Linked DNA regions of Hordeum vulgare: all the other regions are linked to region 3. Evidence: chromatin contacts called from public Hi-C data. All regions are on one chromosome and are shown on one strand. Each heading gives the region's core, a stretch centred on a gene start, on an enhancer-like site or on the middle of the called end of the contact. The rest is flanking DNA. Distances are from core to core; before and after follow the strand shown. Region 1 holds the start of LOC123404636 (zinc finger protein CONSTANS-LIKE 16-like). Region 2 holds the start of LOC123402079. Region 3 holds the start of LOC123406388 (mRNA cap guanine-N7 methyltransferase 1-like).

Region 1 (3,895 bases), core at 465-2,964, 130 kb after region 3:
TTTCACTATATACTACATACAGATGTATGTAGTCATATTTTAGAGTGTAGATTCACTCATTTTACTTTGTATGTAGTCTATAGTCAAAACTCTAAAATGTCTTATATTTCGAAACGGAGGGAGTAGTTAATTGCTACTCAGCGACACTCAAGAAGGGTTTAGTCTGCGAGATAACTGATTTATCTGCTGATTTTTCGATAACGAAATGAAAGCATGGTACCAAACTGATCTGATAACTCCGAAAAATAACGGCGCAGCAAAACGCGCAACTGCTTCTAGTGTAGAAACGCTTAACAGTAAGGGAACCTGCTAACATGCACGGGAGACTAGGGCCACGACTTGTCATCACTTGTAAACAAAGAACACCTACCAGGAGCAGTCGTGAAAGCGAAAGAACAAAGTAATCTTCGAGAGAGCGCGAGACCATTCCTCCGGCGAAAATGAAAAGGTGTGAGACCATACAGTACAAACCAGCCTCCGTGTCAACTGCACGTCTACAAGAAGTACGCCGCTGGACAAATCGACAGGGACGCGGCTCGACTGGATAAACACAGCCGGCCGTGTCGCGTAGATGCGAATAGACTGGCAGCACTGTACCACACAACAGCGCCGTGGTGGTGGTAACCGAGAAGAGAAGGCCAGGCAACGGGTAAAATTCTGGACGGCGACGTGTACCGGACACATGTGGGCAAGATCCGGGGTCCGGAGCCCTGCCGGAGCGCGGCGACGAGCTCTTTCCCCCCCGGAAGGCTGGACCGCGGGGAATCGAGGACGACGGGCATGGGCACTCCTCCCACTTGGGAGGGCTCGACGTGGACGCCCCGAATAACCAGCCCTCGTGCTCGTTTGGTATGCCAAATCTCGCGTGGTATCTCGCCGACGACTGCTTGCCATCGCGTTTTGTGAGGACGGGCGTCCCAAATATCATGCACATGTACATATGGCATTTGCATATGGACAATGGTATGTTATTGGAGCCAGGGAGGACCCTTCTAGGAGAAAAAACGACTCGTTTGTTCTCATTTGGGCACTGGACTGCAGTGTCTGTCGGGCTGATGGAATGGAACGTCTGCCAAACATATCTGAATTTGCTTCTGTATGCAGCTCCGCCAAAATGCAGACAAATAACACAGGTGAAGGTTAATCAAACTTGACGAGTGTCTATTTTTTTTTAAACTGGACGCAGGTCGAAGCATAAACACATACTGTATTAGTAAGGAAGTAGGATTAGAACATTATCCGAACAGGACAGGTTTCGGATATGGCATTTGGCTTGTAACGCAGGTTCTCGACGTGGTCTTTTCTGAACCCATGCTGGCCTCTCTGACTCTTGCATTAGCCTCCAAAGCCTGCATTATTTCTTCTTTGGTGGTAACAACTCAACCTTTTCCTGTAAGCGACACCGAATCTGGCGTTGAGCAAGCTGTATTTTTGCAGGATGCATGGTACCGTTTGCCACCACAGGTTTGGCTCTGAGTTTACAATGGAATGGCTGGAGTTTGTCATCGGGAAAGCACCACTGCCTTCAACCGTACGTACGCCCCAAACTATTTCTGTACGGAATTTAAATGGCACAACCAGCATTATAGTAGTTCCTTTTTACATGGACATGAGTTTACTAGTCAAGTGTTTCGTTTCTTCATTTCTACGTGATGACTGATGATGTGGATACATACAGGATAGGGCTTTTGAGCCAGGCTCCAGGAGCTCTCGCATCCGACGTGTCGATGTCCAGCTAGGTGGCCCCCGCCCAAAATCCGGGCGCAGCCAATCGCATATCATGGAATCGGATGGGGCATTAGCAGTAAACCAATCAGGTTACAGATAAGGCCAGCAGGCGGGTCCCGCCCCCGCGAGCCTAAAGCGCAAAGCTCATTCGGAGAAAAGGGAAAGGGCAGGGGCTGGGCCATGCATGCCTGCCGCTCAAATCGAATTGCCTTCCAAATCCAGTGATACTTTTTTGTCATTTCTACTATCTCGCAATCTTCTTCGCGTAGACGTAGGTGGGATCGCCGTGATTATTATTATTATTATACGGTACCAGAAGAAACCTTATTGTTTGCGCTGGAGGTGGTCTGGTCTGCACGTCTTGGTGGAGGCGGCGGAGATGGGTGGCTCGGATCACAATCACAAGGCGGCCGGCGGGGCCGTGGGCGGCAAGGCGGCGCGCGCGTGCGACGGGTGCATGCGGCGGCGCGCGCGGTGGTACTGCGCGGCCGACGACGCCTTCCTGTGCCAGGGCTGCGAAACGTCCGTGCACTCGGCGAACCCGCTCGCCAGGCGGCACGAGCGCCTCCGCCTGCGCGTGACGTCCCCGCTGCCGGCCGAGGGCGTGGCAACGGCGGTGAAGGGGTCGCCGGCGACGACGTCCAAGTGCCTGGACGTCGCGCCGGCGTGGCCCAAGCGGAAGGCGCGCACTCGGCGGCCGACGGTTAAGAGCGTCGGGCAGCTGCTGTCGAGACGCCTCGTGGTTCCCGAGGTGGGCGCCGGGGAGTCCTCCACGTCGGACGAGCGGAGGGCGCCGGAGGAGGAGCAGCTGCTCTACCGCGTCCCGGTCTTTGACCCCGCCCTCGGCGAGTTCTGCTCGCCCCCGCCGATCGATGACGCGGTGGCCGCGACCTCACGGCACGGCGAGGACGTCGAAGGCGCCGTGGAAGACGCGAAGGAGCTCATGGACACGCCGTCCCCCGTGCAGGAGCTCCCCGATTGTTTCGCCAGTTTCGGCCCGACGGACGCCGATCTCAGGGAATTCGCGGCCGACATGGAAGCGCTCCTCGGCCAAGGCCTGGACGATGGCAACGAGCTGGAGGACTCGTTCTACATGGAGGCCCTAGGGCTCATATCGCCGCCCGCGGAACACGGCGGGCGTGTAAAGGTGGAGGCCGACGGCGGCCTTGTCTCCAGAAGCAACGGCGTCCTGGCGGCTGGCCATGACCTGAAGCGGGAGTTCAGCGGCAGCCCGCCGACATTGGTGGATGACGACGACAGTTTCGAGCACAAGACGTCGTCGGCGAGCAACGGAGACGCCGTTGACGGTGCGCAGTTCCTGAAGAGGAGCCTGGATCTTAGGCTGAACTACGAGGCGGTCATCGCGAGCTGGGCCAGCTCGCCGTGGACCGACGGCCGGCGGCCGCCCGGCCAGCAGCTCGACGACTTGTTGCTCAACGACCACGCGGTACATGCACGATTTTGCAAGTTAACTTAACTATGCTGGATACATATAACTATATTGGAATAATCATGGTGCATGGTGTAGGGCATGTGGACGGCCGGAGGAGGAGGACGGCAGGGCGAGGCGGCGTGGCCGGCGAGGCCGAGGACGGACGGGTGGCGGGAGGCGCGGGTGTCGCGGTACCGGGAGAAGCGGCGGACGCGGCTGTTCGCCAAGAAGATACGCTACGAGGTGCGGAAGCTGAACGCGGAGAAGCGGCCCCGGATGAAGGGCCGCTTCGTCAAGCGCACCGGCGCCGCCCCGTGCGCCGTCACCTGACTCATTAGCCAGTCGGAGGACCAGGGCGCCGCTGCGCCGTGCGTGTCGATTGCTGCGCGCGCGGTACGGATTTGCGGCCTGCTCGTCAGTCACGGGCTGGCATGAAATTACACACACACCCACACACAGAATTCGTCGAAGCTGTTTTAGCGTCTGTTTCGTTGGTCAGGAATGGTTTTGTCCTTTTTCGTTTCTTTCATTGGTGATTCCGGGCAGTGGAGAATGACCGGGAACAGAAAGGTTTTCTGAGCTTGTTGTTAGCTCACCGTGAGAAGTTTTTGCCACCTTTTTCTCTCGTTTCTACCGCGAGAGAAGGATAGGTGGTTCTGCTTGCATGTTATGGTTGCACACTTGCCCTTGTACACTTGTACATTTGTACATGGTTTGTAATAATAAATTAACATA
Region 2 (3,835 bases), core at 855-3,354, 150 kb before region 3:
CGCAACTGTGGAGGGCATGATGACCAAGAAGGATTCAAGGAAGAAGAAACACCGACAAGACAAGGAAGAGGAAATGAACGCCTTCATGAAGATTCAAAGGATGCTTGAGATGGAGGCGGAGAAGCAAACTAGGATGCTTGAGATGGAGGCGGAGAAGGAAACCAGGATGCTTGAGATGAAGGTGGAGAAGCAAGCCAAGATGGTAAAGATCAAGGCCGCCAATGCCAAGACCAAGGCGAAAGAAGTGGCTCTCGCTAGCATGATGACGGGGATGGAGATCATGAAGATGGATCTCGACACCGTGTCGGCAATAAAAAGGTCGTGGTTCGAGAAGATGCAGGTCGACATGCTCAAGTTCGATAACGAGTGATCTATGACGTCGAGCGCCATACTTTTTGTATGCTCACAAGTGTGCTGGCATGACCACGGCCACGATGGCGTGGTCGAACTCCCGTCCTTTTTTGTCTGCTGGCATGTGTGCCGGCCGCTGGCAAGTGCGCTAGTATGAGTTGCTTTTTGAAGCTGACATTGTATGCCGGTCGGTGGCAATGGTGCCGGTATTAACTTTGGATGATGACAAGATCGCTCGCTTGATCTACTTTTCAAATGTGTGCGTGAACATTAAATTGATCCCTAGCGCACTGCCGACCCAAATCTTAAACAGGACGGGCGCGAGTGGACGGCTAATCCAAATGAAAAAAAACGGATAAATCCGTTTGAGTCGACGCGTTCGAATTTCTCTAAATCTCGCATCGTCATCATCTCTTCTGTTCCAATCCAATTCGTTAGAGGTCGCAAGTATATCCATCTGGACATGACAGCAACAAAGGTGATCCCGGTTTGAAAAGCCACATCGTAATCCTGACTCTTTTTCAGAACAGTGACGCGGGTATGGACAACGACGAACTGACGATGACATGCATGGACCGATGCGATTTTCTGTTCACGGCTTGATTGAGACTGTGTAGTCCCTTATGAACATTTGACTTGCCATGGCATCCGTTGAGATAGCCTGTGGCCGTACGTGCATCTGCTGTGATGTATGTGTTCACTAACTCACATATATACGGTTTAAGCAGCAGCGCGCTCGCAGATAGAGGAGGTGACGCTGCTACGTGCCGTTGATGATTCGCTTTCGTGGTGCGGTCACAGGCGACCCAAAGATATATGATCGCCCGGTTTGTCAGCTTGCGACGACGGACGCGATGCGCCATGCGATGGTCATGGCAGCGACAGGAAACCGAAGATTGTATGCCCGATTACGTACGCAGCGCAGGCCGCCGTACCAGGCGATGAAAGTAACCAAAATAGTGTATGCATTTTGAAGGGGCTAGCTGTACGTACGCCTGTAGTACATTGCGAGAAGAGAGCAGGCAACCATAAATGGCGCTACGTACAATGGCGGATCACCATATGCAGGGAGGTTCCGGCATATAGAGCAGTGCCGTGCGTAGATTAGTAGTAGCACAAAAAAAGGTTGATGGGTTCGGAACAGACAAAAAGAGGGTATCGATTTGACAGTGGAAGCCGTCTTGATCGGCCTACCGACACCGCACAGGAGTCGTCCCTTGAGAAGCGGTGAGATGCAGCCCCCGACGCAGGATTCAGTTGACATCTTATCGTGTCTTTAAGAGATCTATATCTATGGCTTGACCTACACACACCTACAGTTACTACATCTTGCTTGTTCCGAGAGCTAACGACCAACCAGATTTGTACTAGTAATTCTAATTCCAGAACCGGAGCGGATCGGTGGCGCCCGATGGATCGATTGTTCACATTAACGCGATCATGGATATGGAAAGGAAGTCGGGTGGGGTGACTACCGTACTAACTTGAATCACACTTAGCCGCTCGCTTTACAGTTCACGGTTGGGCAGCGTTGGCGAAAGAGCTAAAGCCAACACGTTACTACACGCACATCCTGTCACAACCCACGATCGTGTCGTGAGTAACCACACACAATGGAAACCAGCCCCGATATTCCCCTGCGCAGATCCCGTTCGTCCCAACGCTTTCACATGCGTGCACACTCCCTCCCTCCCTCCCTTCTGCTACCACCACCGCTCTACCTTGATAAGATAACCGTGTGTATTCCCGGTGGCCATGATTTCGAGCTGTGAACCGGTTGAGTCTGTCTCCGTGCTGCTGCGAGTGCCTGATGATAATCATTCACACGCAGACGGACGGACGCTGCCTCAACCACGCCCCGGCAATCTGCATCCAAAGGCGGGAAACGCAACGCAAGAGAGACAAGCGTACCACCTCGGCATCCCCATAAAATACGCCCCCCGTCACCTTTGACCCCTCCACCTTTCGCCACCACTCCCCCAGTTTCCCTTCCTTTTATAAAACAAACCAACAAACAAAAGATCACCACGCACAGGCCCAGACATACGACGCCTCCCTCAAGAACCAAGACCGAACGCACGCCGGCCGGCGCGCACCACCACCACCAAGCCCGAGGCCACCGAGGGGATGGGGAACAGCATTGGGGCGAAGAGGAAGGGGGCCAAGGTGATGCAGCTGGACGGGACGTCCTTCCGGGTGAAGACGCCGGCGGCGGCGGCGTCCGACGTGCTGCGCGACCACCCGGGCTTCCAGCTGCTGGAGGCGGAGGAGGTCAAGCTGCTGGGCGCGCGGGCGCGGCCGCTGGCGCCCGACGCGCCGCTGCGCCGGGGACGGCTCTACTTCCTCGTGGCGCTCCCGCGCCGCCCGGCCGCGGGGCCGCCGCGCCGGGCGTGGTCGGGCAACCTCCGCGTCGGCGCGCGCGAGCGGCTCGAGTCGCTCATGCTCGCCCGCCGCTCCACCTCCGACCTCTCCTCCTTCCAGGGCGTCGCCTCCGCGTCCGCCCCCGCCTCCCCGCTCCCCGGCGGCACCCCCGTGCGGCTCAGGATGCGCCTCCCCAAGGCGCAGGTGGAGAAGCTGATGGGGGAGAGCCGGGACGCGGCCGAGGCGGCGGCCAAGATCATGGAGCTCTGCGCGGCCGTGGGCGACGGCGGCGCCTGCAGCGCCAAGGTGACGCCCGAGAGGCCGCCCGGCATCCTGCGCAGCCCGCGGTTCGCCGCCACGCCCGACTGGGGCTCCGGCTTCATGCTCCCCAACCCCAAGTCGGCCCCCGGCGCGCCGCCCAAGACGCCGCAGAGGTGGCCCACGCTGCCCCGCACCAAGGAGGAGGTAACCACCATTACTATCTTCAAGATTTCAATCAATTAGCCCCATCCATTCTCCACGTGCATTGCATCACTGCGTGTCCCCTTATGCGCACTTCGTGCAACAAGAATTATATTAACTCTGAACAAGATCTACATTACATTTTTTACTTGCTGTAGTAGAATTTGCGAGCTATCCTCACCTTGACAGATATTGTATGTGAAAAAGCAGAAATCTTGGCCAGCAAATGCGTGGTACAGTACAGTAGAATTCTTGGGTTTTGTTGGATCGGTGGTTACCGTGGCACAAAAGCACCCACTACTAGCACCGGTGTAGCGTGGACAAGGTTAGCGAAACTGCAGGATGTCAGATCAGATGCCGCGTACAGTACAGCGGCAACAAGAGTTTTTCTTCTGCTGCTAGTAGTATCTGCAGAGAACATGTAGCCTGTCTCAGTGGCGCACTACACCTGGGAAACCCTTCTCCGCTCATTGCGGGAAACAGCAACCTACACGAAGCGCTTTCGTGCGGGTTTCCTCTTCCACACCATGAGCATCTGTCTTTTAACAAATAGATAGGGTTAGTAACCGTCGCAATAAAAAAAAAGAAATAGATCGATATGATGCCTGCCATTTTTGTTTGCTGTTTCTAATTTGTCTTGTGGTTCTGAATCCAGACCCAC
Region 3 (3,781 bases), core at 643-3,142:
CAGGAAAACTGAACTTCTTCCTTCGTTGTTGATCCGAGTCGCCGTTATAACGGGTCATGCAATCTTTTATCTGCCAGTGTAAAGCTCCAACACATCAAAGGAGATCACAAACTTAAAGTGTTCAATCTGTTGCTGCCTACTAGTTGAGGCCAACAAGAGGTAGGGAGGAAATCAGAAGCGAATACACAAGTTTATATGGTCCAGGACCGCTGATAAGTCTGAAGGTTTTACCAAGGACACCGATAAGAAACAAGTGAAATAAAGATTGAATATATAGCTTACCACTACCTTGAGATAAGTTTATATGCTCAAATGATTACAGTACAGGTTACAAAATAATATCTGCCAAACAGTGGCAATGTACAAATCTGCCCTATACAGAAAAGCAACTGGTAGGCATAAATGCCAAAGCATTACAGAGATGGAAAAACCTAACTCACGAACAACAGAATACATTACATTAACTTATATATATATTTATATATGCATATAATATAGGTTTATCCTGTGATGGGAAACTAACCGAGCCTTCAGCGATATCAACCCCAACATAATAGCCAACCTTGGCCTTATCCCACTTTATCAAATCACCTCCCTGCATTAACACTCGCGAAGAATCAATATATATCAGGACTGCCTTGGAACTGCAAAAATCCTTCTTATCTTAATTAACACTTGCAAAGCTATGTTTACCTTGCCACAAGCAAGATCTAGAACGCAATCTCCTGGACGCGCATACAGCTGAACCAGGACGCTCTTTATCTGTCAAAGGTGAGACTGGAGGATTAGCATTGCTTCTTACTGGTTTTACCCAACATCTTAGAGATGACATTTTCTCAATGGGTTTTAGGGGATGAATGGATGGGTAGCACAGCAAGTGGTTACCCAGTTATTGAGCTTCTTGAGGTAGATGATGGGGCTGTTCTCGCGCTCCTCGAGCGTCTGATTCGACCGGGCACTGTAGTGGTCCGCCACCCGCCTTGCACTGTTCCGCTCCTCCGAGTACCCTTCTTGCTCCCCATAGCCGCCACCTACACAAAGATCAAACCCTAGTAAGCTAGCCGTCGCAAGGTATTGGGGGTCAGCAGCAACTGGAATGGGTCTAGTGACGAAGAGACGGAATAGATACCTGCACCGAACTGGCGCTTTTGGGCGGAAGCAAGGGAGGAGGAAGGCTCGTCCTCGCGGGGTCGCTTGTTCATCACGCCGGCGATTGCAGCCTTAGCCTTCCTTCTGTGTGGTGGTTTATAATTAAAAAGCCAGCTACGAATGTTGCATACAAATTTGAACAAGACAAATTGTTGTATTCATTCATGTTTAAATATATCACTGTTGTATTCATGAAGACTAGCTATCAGTGTTGTACTCATGATTTGAATGTCATACACTTGCAACAAAATCCATCAACACAATTTCAGACAGCAGCAGCATATACCAACATGGATTGCAAAAATATGACTTGAATACCACACACATGCCACAAAAATCTTCAACATCAATTCGCGCAGGGGCTTATAGCAACATATCCAGCCAATAAATATGATTGAATATCACAGACTCGTCAAAAATTCTGGCAGCTTATTGGGTCATTGGTTATGCGCATATATACCTTGCAGGGAGGGGGTCTTGCTGATGGCTGATGCTTCTCTTCCCGATCCGCCGCCGCTGCTCTTCCCGGATCCGCCGCCCCCGCTTCCCCACTAGCCTACTACCGCCGCCGCGGTGGTGTGCCGCTTGCCCGCTCGCGCCAGCCACAGATTCTCGAGGGACAGACGAGAGGGCGGGGGAGTGTGGCGGCTGCGTCGAGGGGCAGGGCAGGGCGTGGCGGCTGGGCGCGTGTCGGAGCGTGGCGAGCCGATGATGGTTAGGTCGAGCCGTCGAGGTGAGGGGACGGGTTCCGTTTAGCGAGATTTGTTTTTATTCCCTACAAGATTAGGGCATCTTCGATGCTCATCTCAAATCAAACGAGACACCATATCCATCACGGAGACCGTCGGATGGGAAAGACAGTATCTTCCTCTGTTTTATAGACCAGTAAAAATGCCCGTGCGTTGCACCGGGAAAAAAATCATCACACCCTTTAACCATCGTCTGTTACATGACTAATTATTTGATTTATGACCCACATCAACTAATCTCAACATGAAGAATTATGCTTTCACCTTACCATCTTTGCAAAATGGCTAACAAATGTTTGCATTGTTTGGTTTGTGGCTTTGTTAGTTTTATTCTCACCTTCACCTTCACTCATGGTGGTGTACTTATTGTTCGGTGTTACTGCGAGGTGTATGTACTCTGAGATACACAAGGATCGAAAATTTATTGGATCAACTGTTGTAACCAGCTTGTTTTAAAAATAAAAAACTATCGTGGCAAGCTTATTAACCAAGAACCAAAAACATGGATAATTAATTTCCTAAAGTTAGGAATTTTTTCTTGTGGATTTATAACAATCTTCTAAAAATCTAGAACAATTTTATCCTAAACCCAAAACTTTGTTCTTAGTACATTGTCATGCTTAATAAAACATGTCTTATCTTAATATACAAGTGGTCTTAAAAAATGTCATATTTTTTCGTGCTTTAAAAAATGTAATCTAATGAAAGGAGTCGATGTATTGCAATGGAAATTATTTGTTTTATGAACGCGTCTGATTATTTCGACCTGCCCATCTCTTGTTTTTATAGGGGTAGTAGATTATTTTCTGTAGAGGTTCATGTTGCCTGGGGCTGCGGACTAAGGCATCTTATGTTTCTAGTCATAGATGTACACTGAATGATGGAAATGTTCAAGTGTTGTAAGAAATGTTTAAATTTTGAATTAATTGGTCGTCAGTAACCACGAAAATAGCATACACGCTCAAGATCTATGTCCTCTATTTTAACACGACACCCCACCAGTGTCATCCAAGTCTAGTTTATAGTGCAATTCAAAGTGAGCAATAAAGCAGAAACAGTGTTTCTTTGAATAGCACTTGTTTATGGAATCAACGGCTAGCTAGTGGTTGTACCTTAATATTGTAAATTAGTATGTTATTGAAAAGGTCGTTCACTCCCACTGGAACCGGAATACTATCAAAGATTGATCTCGATGTATATTAAATTTACAATCCCGTAACAAAACATTACAGGCAATAAATAGACAAAAGACAAAAATTATGTTATATACCAACATCAAAGAGATAGAACAATTTGTTACTCTCCATGTTGAGAAATATACACTGTATGTATGCACAAGAGATTAGCCAACTCTCCTAATCTTAATTTAAACAGAGATAACTGCAAGTCTTGTCGGTAGAATGCTAAATTTGCAAATTACAAGAAAAATGAGGCATTCTAGTGAGCATGCATCTAATTAGATAGTATCAGATGTAATTTAATACTCGAGGGGGCAAATTCCCCTCACCTTGACCAACCTGATTATTTTCTTTATTGGTAGAATCACAATAATGGAGCGTTACAACACCCATGATGAATTCCCAACATTTCCTGAAAAAAGACACGTGAAACTATCATGTCCGGGCACCTTTTCACGATGCATATCAAATACGACCTTTTTTATTTCCTCTAAAATTTGGGTGCTTCTAGTTCCAGCAGCTCACAAGGTTAAAAACCAAAAACGTCAAAATTCAGTGTGGCGGTCCTTGGCAAATAAATTCCAAGAAGTTGATCGAAGTAGTTCCACACCACTTCCTCTTTTTATTTCTGGTCCAAAACAATAGTGCCATCAACCTGAAGTGAAGAGGTCCAAATTTTCATTCTGCTCACAGTAGCCTTTAAGT

Evidence for each region. Hi-C and Micro-C count contacts between places; a contact is called where the count stands out from the background.
Region 1: a contact with region 3 is called in a Hi-C map of leaf, with 2.9 times the contacts expected there. The contact joins the promoter of LOC123404636 here to the promoter of LOC123406388 in region 3. A contact is called at or near these places in 4 of 6 Hi-C or Micro-C datasets (leaf and seedling).
Region 2: a contact with region 3 is called in a Hi-C map of seedling, with 2.5 times the contacts expected there. The contact joins the promoter of LOC123402079 here to the promoter of LOC123406388 in region 3. A contact is called at or near these places in 1 of 6 Hi-C or Micro-C datasets (seedling) and 1 of 1 datasets of contacts at active chromatin or transcription factors (embryo).

The regions. Positions count from the first base shown.
Region 1 is chr6H:491,016,740-491,020,634 of MorexV3_pseudomolecules_assembly, reverse strand. LOC123404636 (zinc finger protein CONSTANS-LIKE 16-like) reads left to right here and starts at 1,714. Exons shown (of 2, transcript XM_045098575.1): 1 at 1,714-3,175; 2 at 3,257-3,895. The coding sequence starts at 1,913. The coding sequence ends at 3,490.
Region 2 is chr6H:491,294,447-491,298,281 of MorexV3_pseudomolecules_assembly, reverse strand. It overlaps LOC123402079, which reads left to right and starts at 2,104. Exons shown (of 2, transcript XM_045095946.1): 1 at 2,104-3,177. The coding sequence starts at 2,479.
Region 3 is chr6H:491,145,503-491,149,283 of MorexV3_pseudomolecules_assembly, reverse strand. It overlaps LOC123406388 (mRNA cap guanine-N7 methyltransferase 1-like), which reads right to left and starts at 1,892. Exons shown (of 14, transcript XM_045099893.1): 1 at 1,610-1,892; 2 at 1,130-1,230; 3 at 886-1,031; 4 at 694-762; 5 at 524-595; 6 at 1-70. The coding sequence starts at 1,202.